Linked DNA regions of Mus musculus: region 1 is linked to region 2. A link is a contact called in public promoter capture Hi-C data. All regions are on one chromosome and are shown on one strand. Each heading gives the region's core, a stretch centred on a gene start, on an enhancer-like site or on the middle of the called end of the contact. The rest is flanking DNA. Distances are from core to core; before and after follow the strand shown.

The links. Capture Hi-C pulls out chosen DNA fragments and counts their contacts.
Region 1: a promoter capture Hi-C map of adipose tissue shows a contact between it and region 2. The contact joins the promoter of Etv2 here to the promoter of Ffar2 in region 2. A contact is called at or near these places in 8 of 39 promoter capture datasets (the C10 cell line, the HPC-7 cell line, cranial neural crest and 5 more), 6 of 115 datasets of contacts at active chromatin or transcription factors (bone marrow-derived macrophages, double positive thymocytes, embryonic limb bud and 1 more) and 3 of 9 other capture datasets (adipose tissue, liver and pancreatic islet).

Annotation. Positions count from the first base shown.
Region 1 is chr7:30,631,221-30,637,572 of GRCm38.p6, forward strand. Etv2 (ets variant 2) reads right to left here and starts at 4,632. Exons shown (of 6, transcript NM_007959.2): 1 at 4,541-4,632; 2 at 4,355-4,441; 3 at 4,088-4,147; 4 at 3,393-3,869; 5 at 2,769-2,881; 6 at 2,396-2,614. The coding sequence starts at 4,610. The coding sequence ends at 2,414.
Region 2 is chr7:30,819,041-30,824,953 of GRCm38.p6, forward strand. Ffar2 (free fatty acid receptor 2) reads right to left here and starts at 2,152. Exons shown (of 3, transcript NM_001168510.1): 1 at 2,067-2,152; 2 at 1,637-1,698; 3 at 1-1,074. The coding sequence starts at 1,073. The coding sequence ends at 81. Gm32236 (a long non-coding RNA gene) reads left to right here and starts at 1,381. Exons shown (of 3, transcript XR_881940.2): 1 at 1,381-1,509.

The sequences.
Region 1 (6,352 bases), core at 3,382-5,881, 190 kb before region 2:
TGGCAGATGAAGGCAGATCTCTGTGAGTTTGGGGCAGCCTGATCTAGAGAGTGAGCCAGCCAGGGCTACACAGAGAAAGCCTGTCTTGAAAAACAAAACAAAACAAAACAAAACAAAACAAAACAAAACAAAACAAAACAAACAAAAACTCCCACCACTACTACCACCAGAAACAAATCTCTTGGTCTTGTCTTCTGATGGAAACATTCTTTGCTCTCCTGACTTCTTCTCTCCACCCCACTCCCAGACTTTCTTCCTCCTGGGCTACATAGTTTCCTCCTTTTGGGCTCTCATAATCCTCTGGGTTTTCTCCATCATGGTCCTAAGGACTATGGGCTCGTCCTTTCTGATGGCAGTGAATGTAGGTTATGCCTGTTGTGGTTAGTGATGTATCTTCAGCATCACACACAGGAGAGTTACACAGTAACAGCCCTCTGAGGGCTCCTGGAGTGGGTTAAGCTTCCTGTAGGCCTTTTGAAGGTCTGATTCTGTGCCTTCCAACTTGGAGTGCCCATGGTTGTTCTAAGTGTACATTAGGTCTAATTGCTCAGATTTCTTCTACAACTAGAAGGTGCTCAGCAAAGCCTTTTTTGAAGCTTGACTTTCTTCCCTCCCTCCCTCCCTCCCTCCCTCCCTCCCTCCCTCCCTCCCTCCCTCCCTCCCTCCCTCCCTCCTCTTTCTCTATTTTGTTTTGTTTTGAGACAGGGTTTATCTGTGTACCCATGCTGTCCTGGAACTCACTCTGTGGACCAGGCTGGCTTTGAGCTCATAAAGATCGTTGCGCCTCTGCCTCCTGAGTTCTTGGATCAAAGGCATGCGCCATCATGCCGGGCTGTGAGCCTCTTTTCTTCAAGAAGACAGAGCAGATAAACTTCCGAGATGGGGTTGTATAGCTGTAATAACACTCTTACTATAATAAAATGTTCAAGTTGGGATACTTTATAAGGAGCATAGGTTTGTTTTTGGCTCGTGGTCTGGAGCAATAAGATCCTAGCTATAAAACTGTGGCTCCGAGCAGGGTCCAAATGATTATGTCATTTCACTACTTTATGGGTTGTTAAATTTTTTTATTTTATTTTATGTGGATTGGTGTTTTGTCTGCATGTATATCTGAAGCTGTCCCCCTAGACGTGCAGTTACAGACAGTTGTGAGCTGCCTTGTGAGAACAGCATCCTCTGGAAAAACAGTCAGTGCTCTTAACCAAAGAGCTATTTCTCCAGCTCCATGGAGTTTTGTTTGTTTTGTTTTGTTTAAATAAAAAACAATGTCTTGCTAGATAGCTCAGGCAGGTCTGGGGGCCCTAAATTTACAATCCTCCTGTCTCAGTCTCCCAAATGCTATGAAATTAGCAGCCTGAGTCACCACTCACAGTGAAATGACCTTCTTGCTGGTCATCTTGAGATATCACATAGTATGAGACTGAAACACCCTTGTGTGTCTCTAGCTCTAGTTATAAAACATCAGAATGCAACCATGGGGACTTCTTCTTAATCATCTAATTATTTCCAAACAGGCCACCATCTCTGCCACAGATTCACTTTCTATGCTCTTAATATATTTAACATAAAACTTCAGGGATTAAACTCTTAGATAAATTTCAGAGGATAAACTATTGTCAGTTTTGGGGCTGGAGAGATGGCTTAGCACTTAAGAGCACTGGACCTCTTCCAGTGGTCCTGAGTTCAATTCCCTGCAACCACAATGGTGGCTCACAACCATCTGTAATGGGATCTGATGCCCTCTACTGGTGTGTCTGAAAAGAGGGATGACAGTGACTGTGTAGTCACATGTATAAAATATACAAATCTTTAAAGAAGTCCAATTTCTTTAAAAAGTTCCTACTGGCACACAATAAACCCTACAGACTACTTACCTCAAACTAACCAAGGTGAGAGGTGCAGAAGATGCAGAGAGAGCAAAGGCAGTGGGAAGTGGTGGGACCTAGATTCCTAAGGCAAGGAAGGGCTGGGGAAAACTGGCAGGGAGGGAGCAAGGGCTTTGTAGTTTACAGGTTCCTATTGGAAGGGGGCGGGTCTGGTCCTCCCTCCTGGGTCCTCTTAGAACTAAGGACTAGTTTGTAGTTCTGGTAGGTCTGGAGCCCCTAATTTTACGATTCTCTTGCCTCAGTCTCCTGAATGCTGTGAAATTAGTGACCTGCATCATCACTCATAGTGAAATGGCCTTGATGGTCGTCTTGAAACTAAGGACTAAGGAGCTATGACGTTCAGTCTAGGGACCACGGGAGGGAAACACTCGATCAAAAACAGACAGGGGTCCGGATACCTCAATATGGCTGGAGCATGAAATGTCGGGGTGCACATTTAGGCTCCCTTGACAGGTCGAGTAGGTATCAGTGAAAAAGAAACAGACACCAGACACGCAGGTTCGACAGGGTTGTTTTTGTTTTTTGTTTTATTGGCCTTCTGCACCTGGCAGATGCCCCATATCATCCTGATAGGCGAGGACAGGCACACGTCCCCCGAAGCGGTATGTGTACTTGCGCCCACCACTCTTGAGCACGATGTCGCGGCGGTAATAATAACGTAGACCTCGACTCAGTTTCTCATAATTCATTCCCGGCTTCCTCTTGCGCTCGCCCCACAGCCGGGCCACCTAGGAAACAATCTTGAGGTTAGAGGGACCAGGGTCTTAGCTGCTATGGGCGGGGCGGGTCTCAGTCCTGATGGGCGTGGGGGGTTGTGAGTGGGTGGAGGCGGGGCTGGGAACTAGGTAAGTTGGGCTTGCCCAGCAAGGGGAGCTGTCTCACCTCTTTGGGGTCGCACAGCTGGAACTCGCGGCTATTGCCCGTCCAGCGGATGCAGCTGCTGCGAGCCCCGTCGTGGAGCAGCTCCAGGAGGAATTGCCACAGCTGAATGGGACCTGACAGAGAGAGAGAGAGAGAGAGAGAGAGAGAGAGAGAGAGGTGAACGCCAGGCTTCTCAGACCCAAAACACTGCGACGAACCTAAGAGTCGGGGAGCCTTCACTTTGAAGGCCAAAAGGTTCAGGTTCTCGCGATTTAGGACCCAGGAGTCCAGCTCTGTTCCTCATCGGGAGTCTGTGAGTTTGGATCCCTCCATAGTAGAGACCCAAGAACCAGTTTCAGGAACTCCTGACAGCTTGAGCCACATTAGCCTCCCCACCTCGAAGACCCAGGAGTCCGAATGCTCTTCTTTCCTCTCACATAACCTAGGGGCCTTTTAAAATGTTGGTCCCTAGAAAGTCAGTTCCGTCCTCTCACCCGTTCCCTCTTCTGATACAAAACCCCTGTCCTCTAGTTGCCTGTTTCCCGGATCCCTCCTCCTTTAGTTACCCAGACCCCTCCCCCAAGGTATCCAGGCCCAGTCCTAATCCGTTTTGCTTTACCTCTTCTGCAGTTTGCAGCCTCTTACCTCGGTGGTTAGTTTTGGAGTAGCGAGTCAATGTGGCTCTATCAGACTGCTTGTTCGATTTGGAGGGCGTGGTGAATGCTGGACTCTGGTGCCCCTCGAAAGGGATGCTGCAGTCCTGCAGCCCAGTATTCCACGTGGTGGTGTAGTCCGAACCGGCAGACCCGCCCCATGACATTTTATAGTCCTCATGCGCTTCCCCGCCCAGGCCATTGTCCCAGTAGGTGGCGCCACTGGGGCCCACAGAACAGTCCCAGCTGGTAGTGCTCCAGGCAGCTGGAGGGTGCGACCACGAGGGGACCCCTCCTGCCGAGGTGGCAGGATTCTGGCCGGTCGCCCCTTCAAAGCCGACGAAGGGGGAGGGGCTCGTGCCAGGAGGGGCAGGGCCTGGCGTCTGTGAAGCACAGCTCCACGGGTCCGAGGTGTTGCATCCCAGGTCTGTCCAGTCTCGCGACCACGGAAGGGGGTGAGCAACGGGCTCTGCGAGGAAGACAGACCTTAAACAAGGGAAGCCCAGGAGTCCTGGTCTCCCGCACCCTTGGGAATTTTAGGGGAGTTTTGGCGCCTCATATGGCCTTGAAAATGTAGCTGTCCCCAGTCTTAGTTCTGGTCCTCTTGTATACTAGGGGGTCTGAACTCAGCTCTAGTGTGTCAGGACCCTAGTTCCTCTCTTTCCATCTCCATTTTCTACCACTCACCCGCCTGGAAAGGTACGTCTTCGTGAGGTAAAGCGGGGTTCCAGTCCAGCTCTGGGAACCCTATGTTGGACAAGAGAGCTGAGTTTAGGAAAGATGTGGGCAATGACTTAGGGACCTCAGCCATCCACTCACACCTCCTTCAATTTCGATTCCAAACATGTTACTTCCTTCCCGCTCAGCACCCTCGCTCCTTCTAAAAAGCCCAGGATCTCCCATTCCTCCCCCTCCCTCCCCCCCAGCACACAGGGGTTCAAGCCCAGCAACCACCTTTCCAGCAGCCTTCTACGTTCATTGGTGTGATCGGTGTGTCCTCTTGTAGAGCCACTTCAGGGAAATAGAAACCAAATTCCGCTCCTTCTGCAGGCAACAAGGATGTTAAGTCCCGGCTAGGTGTCAAGGGGCCCGCATCCTTGGAGCCTTGCATACACTTTGTCCCAAGCCACAGCAGCTTACCCAGTCCTGTCAGCTTGTCCCCAGGAGGCACTTCCTGCAGTGACGCCTCATCCCAGTTCCACAGGTCCATGGATGCTTGTTCTGACGGTTCTGGTTGAGAAAGGAAAGTTCTAAGGGTAATGGACAAGATGGTGACATTTAGGGACCCAAGAATCTGCAACCCTTGTTTCCCTCAGACCCAGAGTAGACGTCTGCAACCTCCTTCCCCAGGAAAAGGAATATTGGTTTCCAGTTCCTTCACCCTCTCTTAGACGCTTAAATCCAGGTTCCCTGCATCTTGGTGTTCCCCTGTCCTTCCTAGTTCAGACACCCAGGCATTCAGTCCCCAGTTCGTGGCTCACCTCTGGCAGGTTCCTTCTCTCCTAGCCAGGGGGGTTTCAGCCCCATTTCATACCATGCACCCTTCCCGGGGGGCCTGATAGGGGAGGGGGAATTTTCCGAGACGTCAGAGCTGGGGGTCGCAGCCTGGGTCAAGTTGCAGGGATGGGGGCGTGGTCAAGCTGCACCCCCTGCTTTAGGGATGCGCACGGGTCCCTGGAACGGTCCCTTTTCGGGGACGAATTGGGCTTGGAAAAGAACTTGGGGAGCAGGGGCAGGGCAGGAATGGGGGTGCTGAGGTCTAAGGGGTGCTTACGGGGTAGTGGGGATGGGGTGAGGGGCTTGGACAGGTTCCCCATCTTGAGGATTTGGTGGTGTGACATGAAAAGTGGTGGGGGAGGAGGGTCTGGGGTCAGCTGGGCAGCTCTGGGCTTATCTGCAACAGGAAGAGGGATTTCCGGCCAGATGCCCCCTTTCCCTAGCATCAGCCTACGTCACAATCGGCAGGGTGACAGACAGCCAGATCAGGGTGGGGTGGAGGAGAATCCAACCCCGAATCCCTTACCAGGCACAGGGAGGGTGTCCTGGAGCTACTACCGAATAATGGCAACCATAATCAAAATAACATCGTTATGGACGATAATAATAGTAACCACTGACGTTAAATGAGGGTCTTCTGGGTCCGAGAAGTCGTGACAACGGGCCTTCATTTAATCTTCATAAGGGGGGAATTTATGGAGGGGGAAATTGAGGCATGTTTTCTCCCATTTCTTTTTCTGTCTGGGCTTTCTGGGCTATAGCAGTCCCGAACCATTGGAGAATTTCGAGTATGAACTGAATGTGAGTTATTGCATGAAATAATTTTATGTGTGCAGTGATAGGTTAGAAAATGGAGTCATTTAGAAATGAAGAGTTTTGTTTGAAGCTTACTTCAACTGATTCAGAAAAGAATCACATGCATAATGTGCAAAAGTATGCAAACAATATTTGGGATATAGCGACACCAAAAAGTATTTGCTTGTTAAACTAAAACTTAGTAACTAGGCATCCTGTTATTTTGGTTCTTTGTTTTGTTTTAATTTGCTAAGTCTTGTCGAACCTTGGCTTCAGTAACTTGGCCTCAGACAATGCTGTGTTCATTTTTTCTAAGTACTTGCTTAGTAAATATTAATAAGTAAATATTAATATGAAAATATATTTGAGGCCATTTTAATACTAAAAATTTACTTACTGGCTGGACAGTGCTAGCATACACCTTTAATCCCAGTAACTGGGAGGCAGAGGTAGGTGGATCTCTGAGTTAGAGGTCAGCACAGAGTGAGTTCCAGGACAACCAGGGCTATAAAGAGGAACCCTGTCTCAAACAAAACAAAACAAAACAAAACAAAAACCCAGAATCACACCAATCCAACAAAAAATACTTACTATAAATGAGTACGTACTCAATATTAAAAGCATTTTTATTTCCAGACATGGTAGTGTATGCCTTTAACT
Region 2 (5,913 bases), core at 902-3,401:
CTTTTACCAAGTCTCAGGAGCTCTGCTAACCAGACCAACTTCTGGGTGACCCAAATGCTCGGGAAGATCCGGGGGACTCTCTACTCGGTGACAAATTCAGAACTCTGTACCCCTTCTGCTTGACTTCCACCCCTGTCCATCTTGGTCCCCTCCACTGTCTCTTTGGCTCCCCTGCCCAGCATAGAGGAGGCAGGATTGCGGATCAGTAGCAAACCTTTCCCAAAAGCTCTGCGCACCACGGAGGAGGAGAAGTAGAACAATAATGGATCCAGGCTGGCATTGAGGGAACTGAACACCACAGCCTCCACCCGCCACGAGGGGCTCTGCCTCAGGTAGAACCCCACCAGGTGGGACATGTTGTAGGGTCCAAAGCACACCAGGAAATTAAGAAGCGTCACAACAGCCAGGCCCACTGCCCGGCGTCGCCTCTGAGCCCCAACGTGGGGCTGCGTGAGCATGATCCACACGAAGCGCCAATAACAGAAGATGGTGACTGCCATGGGAACGAAAAACAGGACCAGGCACAGCTCCAGTCGTACGGGCAGTACCACATCCAGCTGCTCTTGGGTGAAGTTCTCGTAGCAGGTTATTTGGTTCTCAGTGCCCACCTGCTCAGTTGAGTTCAGGTACTGAACGATGATGACGATGGTGCAGTGGCCAAAGGACATGATCCAGGCCACCAGAGCAGCGATCACTCCATACAGTGGCCGGCGGGATAACTTGTACTGCACCGGGAAGGCCACTCCCAGGTAGCGTTCCATGCTGATGCCCGCCAGCAGCCACGTGCTGCAGTAGATGCTGCTGTAGAAGCCGAAGCCTGTCAGCGCGCACACGATCTTTGGTAGGTACCAGCGGAAGTTGGATGCTGCTTCCACGATCCGGAAGGGCAGCAGCAGCAACAGGAGCAAGTCCGCCAGGGTCAGATTAAGCAGGAGGATGTGCACAGGGGCAGGCTGAGGCTGGCGAACCCGGCCCATGAAGGCCCGCAGGGCCAGCAGGTTGGCAGGGAGCCCAGTAAGAAAGATGAGGATGTAGGCCGTGAGGATCAAGGAACTGTGCCAGTCTGGGGTCATTCTGGAAGATGGGGGGAAAGGTGTAGGGTCAAGAGCTCCCCACCTGCAGTGCACACAGCCTGCAGACCCTCTTTCCGGAGAGTTCTGACTGCTCACATCCTCTCTGGTTCTCTCCTGTCCTCAGTCCAAAGCTGTCTGCTCTTCACCACCGCTTGCTCAAGCCACCTGCCAGAACTGCCCAGAGCAATTATTGACTTAGCCTTGGGCGGGATATTAAGCTGCAGTTATTACGTTTGCCATCCTGTGTCTCTGGGGGAGACCAAGTTGACTTCCCACGGGAATTTCCCCTCTGCTTTCTAGGGCCCCTTTCCTCTGTAGCCTCACAGGTAATAGGAAGTAGCTGTGATCGGTTCCCTTTCTTGCTGCTGACTGTGGCTGGGGGCTAAAGCCTGGTGGGAGAGAGGGGAAGGCAGCCATAGAAGCTGGGAAAGATCAGGTAGGTGTGTGTCTCGGGAGAAAAAGGAAACTTCCAGAAGGCAAACCAACCCTGCTAACCCTCGCTCTCCTCAGCTTCAGGTGCCCACCCCCTGCCACCTCCCCAGCCTCCCAACCTGTCAGCTTACCTCCTTGGGCAAGTTCAGGGGTTTCTTCTACCTGGTTCTCCTCTGGTCCAGTGCTGTGGAACCTACCAAAACCGGGGAGCTAGGGTAGCCAGTTCCTTGCTCTATGGCTTGTCCCCCCCAACCTCCAAATTTTAGATACACAGCCCAGAGAGCACAGGTGGCTGGCTTAAGCTTGGTGCTTTGACTGTATCCAGGACTCCTCCTCTACAGGAGGTGACTTTGTTTCCACTTGGTTAGTAACTCTTGCTACAAACGAATAGTCACTCTCTCCCGGTCCTTTTCATTTCAAGGTCTATGGTTCCTTACACCCACCTCCACCCTCAGCCTCCGGGTCTGTGTTCTGACAGACATCCTGCAGCCTCCTCCTCACCCCACAGCTGCTCCTCAGATCCTCTCCCCTGCGTGCACACACCACACTGGCTTGCCTTGCCTGGTTTCAGAGAGAATGTTTCTTGGGGGTTCCTGGTGCAAGAGGAGTTTTAGCAATTATTGCAGCCAATTTCATACAGAAAAAGGAGGGGGAGCCAAAAATCATAAGGAACTTGGTTGGTGGGAAGATCTTATACTAGCATGGGTCACATGACCAGAGAGAAAGAGGCAGGTCAGTAACTGAGCAGTATTTCCTCTCAAACCCAAAGGGGGGGTGGGGGTGGGGGGCGGGGGGGTGCTGCGGCTCTGTCCTCTCCCTGGAGATCTGTTCTATTCCGATTTTGACAGATTTTTCTGACCCTACTTCCTGTCTCCCTGCCCCCAAACCCTGAGACACTGCCCCCCTCCTATCCTCCCACCTGCCTCTCCACCCGCTCCCACCCTCACCCCCTACCCCTGTCAGCTCCTTTTCTGTCTTCTGATTGGCTTCTTCAGAGCAATGTCTAGAAGGTCAATGTCATTCTCAGAACGAGGCTTCCCGTTTCCTGTGATTCCTCCCTTGTCTAACTTCTTTGTGGTCTCCTGGTGTCCACCCCAAGTTTCCTTCGGCCTTGTTGAGACAGACTGGCTTTCCCTAGCTTGTGTCTTGTTTTTTGGTGCACAGTTGGCCTGCTGCGGGCTGCCATCCAAGTCTCTGCACTGGGAACTTTGGGTCAGATCAGATTTTATGAACTTTCCTTTCCTTCTGCAAGCGAGCATGGGAATCCTAACTGCACTGCACATCCAGGGCCATCCAGTGAGGCTGGAGGCATGAGGCATCAGGGTCAGGGCCCCTGGTGCTTCCCTCAAGCCTCTGACACCTTCCTAGAAGGTGAAAGTTAGGAGTGGGGCCATACATAGGCCTGAATCCTAACTACTCTACAGGCTAAGGCCAGCTAGGCTACAGATGACAGGCAGGGAGGTTCACTCTCTGTAAGGGGTCCCCTGTGGCTGCTCTCAGAAGAGCTGCACGCTCTGCATCCTCCCCTTCCTCCTCCTCTTCTCTCCCACCCCTTGGTTTCTCTATGTCCTCTCCTCTGACCTGTTTAGTTACCTACGAGTTAGCCAGTCTTCCCAAGGCCTCCACAGGGCTGGAGAGATGTCTCAGTGGTTAGGAGCATTGGTTGCTCTTGCAGAGGACCTGAGTTCAGTTCCCAGCATCCACACGGCATGGCGGCTCACAATGTCTAGTTTCAGGAAATTGGACGGTCTCTTCTGACCTCCATTTACACTGATCATACATGCTGTATGCAGACAAAACACTTATATATATTAAAGAAAAATCCCCCAAAACATATACGTGAGAAAACAAGGGCAAGAACATGTTGCCTTCTCCACTCCTTCCCCATTCTTCCTTTCTCCCTCTGTCCCTCCCTTTTGTCTTTCTTTTTCTAGTATTAGAGATGGGTTCTAGAGTCATTTGAATTCTAGCCATGCCCCAGCCCCCTCACGGGGGAATTCTAGGCAGGGGCTCTACCACTGAGCCACGCCCCCAGCCCCTCACTGTCCTCAGACCAGAGTGGGTTGTTTAAAACTTCCAAAGGCCTTCCCCTAGTAACCTACTTATACTAGCCAGGCCCAACCTTCTAAAATCTCCATAGCTTTCAAAATAGTCCTCAGGCAGCTGGGGACCCAGCAGTAGAAACAGGAGCCTGCAGGAGACATTTCAGATTCACACCATACATAGCACAGGAGAATTAAGGAGGAAACCTGCTGTTCCTTGCTAGTGTGGTTTTGTGTTCATGATTTTTTAAATAAATATTCATGAAAACTCAGATTTAACCTCAAAGTAGAAGCTTATTGGAAAGCCAGGCTGGAGAAACAGAACAATCCCTTGTTTTCTGCCTGTCCCCTTATGCTTCCCTCTGTGACAACACTGTGTCACCTATAGCAAGACATCACTTTTCAGGCTCATGGGATTTACAGAGGAAGCCCTCAGCACAAAAGCCAGAGCCAACAGCCGCATGGACCTCGGGTTCTATGGCCCTGGGAGTCCTTCCTGGCATGAGATTTAAATCAAGGCCTAAAACAGCTGTCAGCGTTGCCTCTGAGACACACAATTAGACCCATCATCATGTTAGGCGGCACCCTAGCTGCTGTAATTGGGCAGAATTGAGACATGACACTATTTCATAATATAGGAATCCAATCATCCACAACAGTGTAATATAGGGGCCTGGGGCTCCAAAATCAAAGCGATAATGCCCACATAGCAGGTGGTGGCAGGATGTGAACCTGCTGTGTGCTTCAGTGCTGGTCCAGGCATGAGCCCAGGCCCACAGAGGCAGGTGTCAAAGCAGTGGAGGCAAGATGGGGTCAGAGATGTTGCCCTGGGCTGGGGTCAGAGATGCCTGGGAAGGGGGTAGTAGATGTGAAGCATTATGGCACACACCTGTAATCCCAGCACTCAGGAGTGCAGGCTGAAGCATCCCGAGTTTGCAGCTGGTCTGGGCTACATAGCAAGACCCTGTCTCTTGAGTTGGATGATTTTCAAAGTTCCTTGACGAGTCCCAGGGCAGCCCATGTCTTCACGGTCCAACCAAAATGAAGCTGGAGCTCCAGCCATCACATGTGTTCCTGGGATGTTCCACATGTCACACTCCCTAACCCGCGTCCGTCCGCTGCCTGCTCCGACTCCCTCCTTCTCTCGGCCACCTCTTCCTTCCATCGGCTACATGGCCAGAGTTCCCACGGGAATCAGAGCAACAGCAGGAGCACCCGCGGGTGCTACGTCCCTGAATCAACTCATTTCTTTGTTTGCTTAATCTCACAAAGACGGATCCTTCCCACGTGACCAGGAACCTTGCTAGCCTCTGGCTGCCCAAGTCTCCATGGGTCCCTGTGAGCATGGCTGTGAGGCAGGTCAGGCAGCCTCACCATCTCCGTTACTGCTCACGGCCCACGCTCTGTGCTGACACTGATACCTGACAGGTAGTCCCCAAGAATGACATCGGGGGATTTGATACTTCTCTGAATCGGGTTGCTCAGTTAGGGTTTCTATTAATAAAGCTAAAACACCATGCCCAAAAGCAAGTTGGAGAGAAAAGGGCTTATGCCATGTTATGTTCAACTGTCCACCATTGAGGGAAGGCAGGCCTGGAACTCAGGGCAAGAACTGAAGCAGACACTGTGGAGGAATGTTGCTCACTAGCGGTACCTCAGAGTTTGCTCAATAAGCTTAATTACCCAACCCAGAACCACCAGCCAAAGGGTGGCGCCACACACAATTATTAATTGAAAAAAATGTAGAATTGCCTGTAATTCAATCTGATGGGGGCATTTTCTCAATTGAGATCCCCCTCTTCCCAAATGACTCTAGCTTGTGTTAAGTTGACATAAAACTAACCACGCCAGAGGGCTTTCGACAGTCCATCCAAGGGAAGGTCAAAGGGCACTTGTCATAATCATGACAAAAAAAAAACCTGACACTACTCTCCCTGTTACTATGTAACAGGTTGAGCCTTCTAGCTCAGTGGCCCCAGTGCTGGGGTGACAAGGCTTTCCTCAGAGGAGACCTGGCCACTCTGCTTCCTCAGGACACTGCCCTCTACAGCGCTCACTGATGGCTCCCAGAAATCCAAGTGCTGGTTCTTTCTTCCTTTCTTTTAAAAATTTTTGTTGTTGTTTTGTTTGTTGTTTTGTGTAGTCTCCCCTCCCCCAGCCTGAAACCTGCTTGCTCAGGGGTGGAGCTTCCTGCTCATTCGTTCTGCCACGCCCACTGCTGGACAGGGCCGCTTTGCTGTTTGAAGCCACACACGTGCTCACCCTGCTACTGGACTCCGAGATTATTTGGCGGGAATCGGGTCCCCTCCCCGTTCCTTCATAACTGAGTGTCATCTCATTTGAACCGTTCGTTGCGAGCTGCTGGT